Linked DNA regions of Mus musculus: region 2 is linked to region 1. The links are chromatin contacts, called in public HiChIP or PLAC-seq maps. All regions are on one chromosome and are shown on one strand. Each heading gives the region's core, a stretch centred on a gene start, on an enhancer-like site or on the middle of the called end of the contact. The rest is flanking DNA. Distances are from core to core; before and after follow the strand shown. Region 1 has its middle 210 kb from the start of Dmac1. Region 2 has its middle 250 kb from the start of Gm42300.

Region 1 (3,446 bases), core at 665-3,164:
GCAGTGCCACACTTAGACACTTAGACAACAGACAACATAACAAGACTCACACAAACAAACGCACCTCCAAGGGGTCCTTCGGGGTTCCTGGGTGTCACGCAGATCTCGGTGGGACCTCCAAATGAAAGAACTCAGTGGGGAAACCCCCACTCAGCTCCCGATTCGGCGTGCACCCAAGAATCACGAATAGAACACAACACCTTGATGTAACAACAAGAGGTTTTTTAATGGCGGAGCTCCGGGTCGAAACGTATCTCACATAACAGGAGACAGTGGATTCGACCCCGAGGCTTGGAAGCTAGGGGTTTTTATAGAAAAGGAGTGGGGCTGGGGGAGGAATTGGCGCGGTTTCACATGATTGGTCCATTTAAACATCAGCAGTCTGTAACATTTAACTTAGGTCAGAGGGGTGGGAGCTAGGGAGGCGATGGGCTTGCCCGGGCATGTCCTGGTCTGTTCTGCTGTGTTCTCAGCCCCAGGTTTCAAAGCTCACAAACAACTCTTTGGGCTATTTAACATACATTACATGAATTACAGTTTTATTTCCTTTCAATAGGCTCTTTCCTAAGCACCATGTATATAAAAGTGATTGAAAATATTACAAGATGAACCATAAGTTGCTGACTCAGATTTCTATAAAGGCAAATGAAGTATCTGGGTTATAAGTAGCATCATATAAAAATCAACCAAAGCTCTATGATTCATCCATCTATCTATACATTCATAAACACTTCAACCAATGTTATTAGATACCTTATAACAATAAGCTAATAGAAATGAAAAATAACAAAAACATGGGATTTTCTTTAGAGATATTGATTCTGAGTAGAAAATGAGGAGTAAAAATGGGGACATGAATATTAACATATGAAATAAGCTGGTTGTGGGACTGGAAGGCCATGTGACAGGGGAAGCCACCACTTCAGAGCAAAACTGAAGCTGAGTGAGACATGTCCAAGCCCTGAAGATTGCTGTCCTGAGACCAACAGGAGTTAGGACTCTTCCTTCCTTGTTCTGGGTCTGCATTTCCCAGTACACAGCCTGTACAACCCCAACTCTGCCATCCTTGAGGCAGTCACATAGACTAGTGAAACTACAGGTTTAACTTTCTTTTTTCCTGTAAGGACATGTCCACCAAGCACCTTCACACAAATAAACCTTTTCCAGCACTTTGGAACAGGCCATTAATGTTCACCCACCCTGAAAATCTTTATTTATTCCACAAGGTTTATATAGCTCTTGTTATCCCCTGTAAAGGAAAGGTGTTTCACTAAAAACCATCTTGGAGAAGCTGTTTTTTCCTGCACTCACTGCTGGCCTAGATTTTGGAACCCACCTAACCAGATAATCCTCTTTTCCTGGTCTCTAACCTACACATATCCTTGTGACTGTTTTTCTTTTCTTAATAAACTGTTACTAGTCCTGTTCCCAATCATATGTCTCTGGTGCAATTTACTCTGACTGGAGACTTCAGTGGGTGCCTTTATTCTCAGATCTGTGTCTGTAAGAGCAATCTAGTCACGAGGTAAGATATATGCTATATTCTTGTTTCTCCTTTCCTAATTTGTACTCTTTTCAATTTCAACAGGGCACTTGGAAATGTTATGTTAATGTTGAGGCAGCTGTCCCTTTCCATTTTTAGACTCCTCTCATTCTTATGTGATGTGGATTATATTGCTCTTTAGCAGCATCTAGAGATCCAAACTGTGCCTAGAATCTCTCTTATTCTATAGGACATTAACCAAATGTATGCCAGGATGAAGAAATCCATACATAAGATTTTAAATGTCAATTTGCATTTAATCTAGGAAATGTATGGCTCTCTGGGAAAATTGCTCACATTTGCATGGACCTACTGCCAGCAGGAAGACTGAATACAGTGTCAGCTAGATCATCCACTCAAGGGAAATACATAGAGGGACAAGCAAAAATTGTGCTTATATGTTTGCTCAGGCTCTCCATGCTGATGAGTCCTTAGATCATCACTATTCTCCTCAAATTCTGTATGCTGTCAGTATTTATTTTTAAACTATCAGTCTATTTTCTAGCATCTTATATGTACTCTGGGAGGATGAAACGTCAGACTCAGAGGTAGCTCCAGTATGTTGTTCATGTGTATGTGTCCTGAGGATGCTGATTTTGTACTTCCAATGAGCTCACATACTGATCCCTTCTGGTGCTCGCAAACTTACATGTTTTCTTTTCTCTATGCATATTTTGGCCTGACTATTGTCATGTTCAATTTAAATAAAAAAAACAAAACAAAAACAAAATATTAATTTAAATAGTAAATACTTAGTGGTTGATCAGGTTAGAAAAGTATATACGTAATCTTCAGTTCTTCACTCTCAAATATCTCCTCTGAAACTAATTATCCTGTCTCGTCCCCAGCTCTATAGCAGACTACCAGCCATGGTCTCTTTTCTATGTGTCAATTCCCAGGTGGCCTCATACTCTGATTTCTTTCCTCCTGTGCATATCTATACCCCATCTACATCCCTAATTATTATTTTGCAATAGTAAGCAATACTTTCTAACTAAAACCCCAGTGACCACACCTGGGAGAGCACTTGAAGCTTTCATTTTTATTATGCTTTTTTTTTTTAAAAAAAAATATTGGTTATTTTGTTTATTTATATTTCAAATGTTATCACCCTTCCCGGTTTCCTCTCCAACCCTTCCATTTTCTTCCTCCTTCCCCTGCCTCCACAAGGGTGCTCCCCTACCTACCCACCCACTCCTGTCCCACCACCCTAGCATTCCCCTATGCTGGGGCATCAAGCCTGCACAGGACCAAGGACCTCTCCTCCCTTTGATTACAGAAAAGTCCATCATCTGCTACATATGCAGCTGGAGTCATGGGTCCCTCCATGTGTACTCTTTGGTTGGTAGTTTAGCCCCAGGGAGCTCTGGGGGATCTAGTTGGTTGATATTGTTCCTCCTATGGGGTTGCAAACCTGAATTTGAAGCTTTCTTTAGCAGATACTGAAATGCCCACATAAAAACACAATAACACCCAAGACAATGTATCTTTGCTAAAGCCCAGCAACTCTACCAGAGTGGATGCTGAGAAATGCAATGTAGCTGAAACACAAGACATGAACTTCAAAATAGCCTTTATGAGTATGTTAGAACTTCTTACAGAGGAAATCAATCAATTCTTTAAATAAACCAATGAAGACACAAACAGAAATGAAAGTAAAAAAGTAGTTCTACAATTGCAAGAGGAAATAGAATCAATATAAAGAAAACCCAAAATGAGTGAAAACTAGAAATGAAAAGTTTAGAAAGTCAAACAGGAAACCTCAAAACCAAATTTGACCAACAAAATACAAAAGATTGAAGAGAGATCCTCACGCATTGAAGATAGGTAGAAGAAATGAATACCTCGGGGAAACAAAATACTGAGTCTAAAAACTCCAGGCAGAAAACACACAGGAAATCTG
Region 2 (3,446 bases), core at 401-2,900, 780 kb before region 1:
TCCAAAATACCATCTTATAGACTACCAGATGACATGATGTAAAAACATATTTCCATCACATTTAAGTGTTCATGGAACTTTGTTAAATAAAACTAATTTTTATAATCGCATAGCTTCCAGAAGTCCTTAGCAATTTCCTGATGCTTGCAAAACCTGCTTGAAATTCTCTTATTCTCATTTTGATAGCCTCATTTTATTTTTATTTTTTAAATCCTGCGTGCCTTTCTTTTGGTCCTACAAAGAACAGGCACTTCTTGTATCACTTTGCTATTGATGAAACCTCAGTGTTCCACGTGTTCATAATTATTTGACTGGCTCACTGAAGTTTTTCTCTTTGGGATGGATAACTGACTGCTCCTAATACTCAGAGGTCCTTTTGTTTATTACACAGCCCCACCCGTGGTAAGCAGATAGCTATCTAATGCATTCAGAATGTTTCCTGATGGCTACTCCAATTTTATTTTTCTCACAAGCTTCTCCCTTTGCTGTTATTTCCATGGTTTAATTGAGATCATTCAGAGTTTCCATGTCTTTATTGTTTTTTTTCTCTGCATTCCATTTGAAACCCTAGTCTGAAGCATGCCCATTCATCTTAAGTAAATGTGTTTTTTCTAAGTTTACAAGTTATAAATAATTTGCAATTTTGATGGTTGTCTAGGACACCTTACAAATCGAATGTATGTAACTTGGAGACTTTCAATAATTCCCTGTAAGAAGAGTAAAATTTTCTTTAATCTTGAAGGAATTCAAGTGTGAAGAACGACTAATATCAGTTGTAGTGATATACCAGGGACCCTGAAATAGTCAAAGGGAAAGACATAACTGTAAATGTTTTTGCTATAGGACTCAGAGAACAATAAGGCATCTGACTAAGAAGATCCTGGGGACTAGGGATTGAGCTTAATGGCTGAGTATTTGCCTGGCATATAAGAAGTCTGATTTTGATCACCCAGGACAACACAAACATACAAATAAAAAACATAGGTAAAATCTGGAATCATTATTCAGGATACTTTAATTATTCAGATGACTTTGAGACCCAAAGAAATGTTATCAACAATTTTTTCCTAAGGTTACTTTTGTCTTCATTCATGGTATATATTTTACCTTGAGACCAGTGATGTCATCCTCTGATCTGTCATATGAACAAAGGCTGTGGGAAGGTTGGGATACTGTGAATGCTGTGGTAAACTTGTTAAAGATAAACATGATCACCATGAGCATATGACATTCTCAAAGAGTGATAGAGGCCAGACAAAGCCAACATATAATGACAGGGCTTGAGAATCTTGTGCTCCATCCAATCTAGCTCTGGTAATCACTGTGTTCCCAATAATAATGAGGAATATGGAACAGCTGAGACAATGTCTAATGGTCCTTGTGTTCTTGTGGTAGCATTTCAAAAAATTTAGCCAAACCATGAATAATGGATTTTATAAGCACTCCACAAATGTGAAACATTAAAAACAACCCATGTTCTCCATCTCTTCTTGTAGGAATCTTATTCCTTATAAATACCACCAAGAGAACATAACTGGGTTAAATGTAAATATCACAATGCTTTTCTGTGTTGCAATTTGAAATGGCCACTTTTCTACCATTGAAAATCACTGGTTATTCAGAGCTAGTTATAGAGAGCAGAATGTCTATGTGATTGCATGGTTTCGATTACTATCATTATGACATTATGCACAAAGGCTGATTACCTTCCATTTTGTTAAAACTTCTTGTCGAAACTGGGTTAACAGACTTCACAAGAACTTTTTCATGTAAAATTGCTCATGGGAATATGATGAAATAATTAAAATTATTTTATTGTTGACTATCCCGTTATGCATTTTTTGCCATGATAGAAATGTCTCATAATTAATCTTTTTATTGTTTAAAGTAGTTCATTTCTATGAAGCAAATTTTGGTATCAATAGGACTGTCTCCAATTGTTTAAAGTAGCGTTCAAGTTAAGATGGATGGACTGTCGTGCTATGGAAGGTGCCAGTGTGATAAATCATGATTGTTTCCTTCCAACTGCAACTTTGTAAGGAATAGGGGTCATCTCGAGTAGATTTTGAGGGATTAAAACCTTTCTCATTTAAAAAACACAATATTTATATATATAAGTAAAATGGAGTTTTAAAGGAATTTACTTAGCACAAGTCTAAGAAACATAGTTGGTATATCAAAACATATTTAAATGTTTTTGATAGAGTATCAGGAAGGGATGGGCTGTGAAATCACAAGTGGCTCTTTCATTTCTAATTCCGAATTAATTGGGTCCATCCTCTGGCCAGGCCACAATGTCCTTAAATGTAAAGGAAGGAGGTGTGGCTAGTACTATGAAGACCCTATGTCCTGCCACTTTTAGAGGACCATGGCCGTAGGATGGGAAAAGTACAGAAACATGGAACGAGAAGGGAATTTTTGATTGTTTCAGTACTTTCTGGCAATGTGTATTCTGAATCATTATAGTCTATTGATTTTGAAGGATATACTTCAACCATTTCCTAGTGGGGGATAAAGTGAGTAAATAAGGTTTAGTAAAAGTGAAATGTCTGTTTGCTTATTATTATATGACCTGTAGAATTAGGGTGATACCTGAAAGCAACAAAACCATGGTGTTCTTTGGGTGTTAAGGTTGGGTGTCTATGATGTGACAGTTATCCTTCTCTGCTGCTTGTCCGTTATGTGACAAGATCTTTTCTTGGGAGATATAATACGCATGCACCCCCACCCCCAACGTATCTACTCATAGGTATCCTATGACAAATGAAATAACAGATACCACCAACGTCCACCATGGTGAACCAGTGGGTTTTATTGGGGATATTTAAAGGAATATATAGGAACAGTTATTGAAGAAAATGGCTCAAAGACACATCATCACCAAAGCCATCTGTGAGTGACAGCTCACAAAGACTCAAACTATGGAGCACATGCACAGCCTACAGGCAGCTTAACAGGTTGGAAAAACGTCTCCGAATCAGGTAACAACGTAACAGGTTGGTCTAGTCTCAGAGTCCTCTCTAAGCTTGGCTTGTGTAAGAGGCATTCTCAGCACTCTCTGTTGTTTACTGTTGGGAAGAAGTGGTCTAGTGAATCTGGTAATTTTCAGGGAGTTCCTGAAGCTATTTTGAATTGTTTACCTTCTGTCTTGAAGGATGGAATGTTTCAATCAGGAGGAAACATTATCTCATGTCCACCTGTGGGCACTTACAAAGCTCTGCTTCTACCTGGTCTTACTAAAGATCTCTTATGCTCTTTCTTCTGTAAGGTTTAATATCAATTGTCAGTCCCATAACAATGCTCTATCGAATACTCTCTTGGTGCTGGGAGCAGTGATGATACTTTTAGCTATAAAAACCTAGTAGTTTTGGCCTGTAGTTATCAAACACAGCTGATAAGCTGTCTATTTCCCCCATTTTTCTGGGGACAAAGACAATTTAGAACTT

What was found. HiChIP or PLAC-seq counts read pairs in DNA pulled down with a chosen protein or histone mark.
Region 2: an H3K27ac HiChIP or PLAC-seq map of VIP interneurons shows a contact between it and region 1, with 6 times the contacts expected there. The contact joins two enhancer-like sites. A contact is called at or near these places in 1 of 15 datasets of contacts at CTCF or cohesin (pro-B cells) and 1 of 115 datasets of contacts at active chromatin or transcription factors (VIP interneurons).

The regions. Positions count from the first base shown.
Region 1 is chr4:75,064,164-75,067,609 of GRCm38.p6, reverse strand. No RefSeq gene overlaps it. Among named protein-coding and RNA genes, the nearest start is that of Dmac1, 210 kb to the left of the region's middle. Within about 2 kb of position 1,914, at least 8 of the 459 cell types and tissues checked have an H3K27ac peak or open chromatin away from gene starts, as enhancers often do. A contact at or near this core is called in VIP interneurons, where this site is marked.
Region 2 is chr4:75,839,810-75,843,255 of GRCm38.p6, reverse strand. No RefSeq gene overlaps it. Among named protein-coding and RNA genes, the nearest start is that of Gm42300, 250 kb to the right of the region's middle. Within about 2 kb of position 1,650, at least 3 of the 459 cell types and tissues checked have an H3K27ac peak or open chromatin away from gene starts, as enhancers often do. A contact at or near this core is called in VIP interneurons, where this site is marked.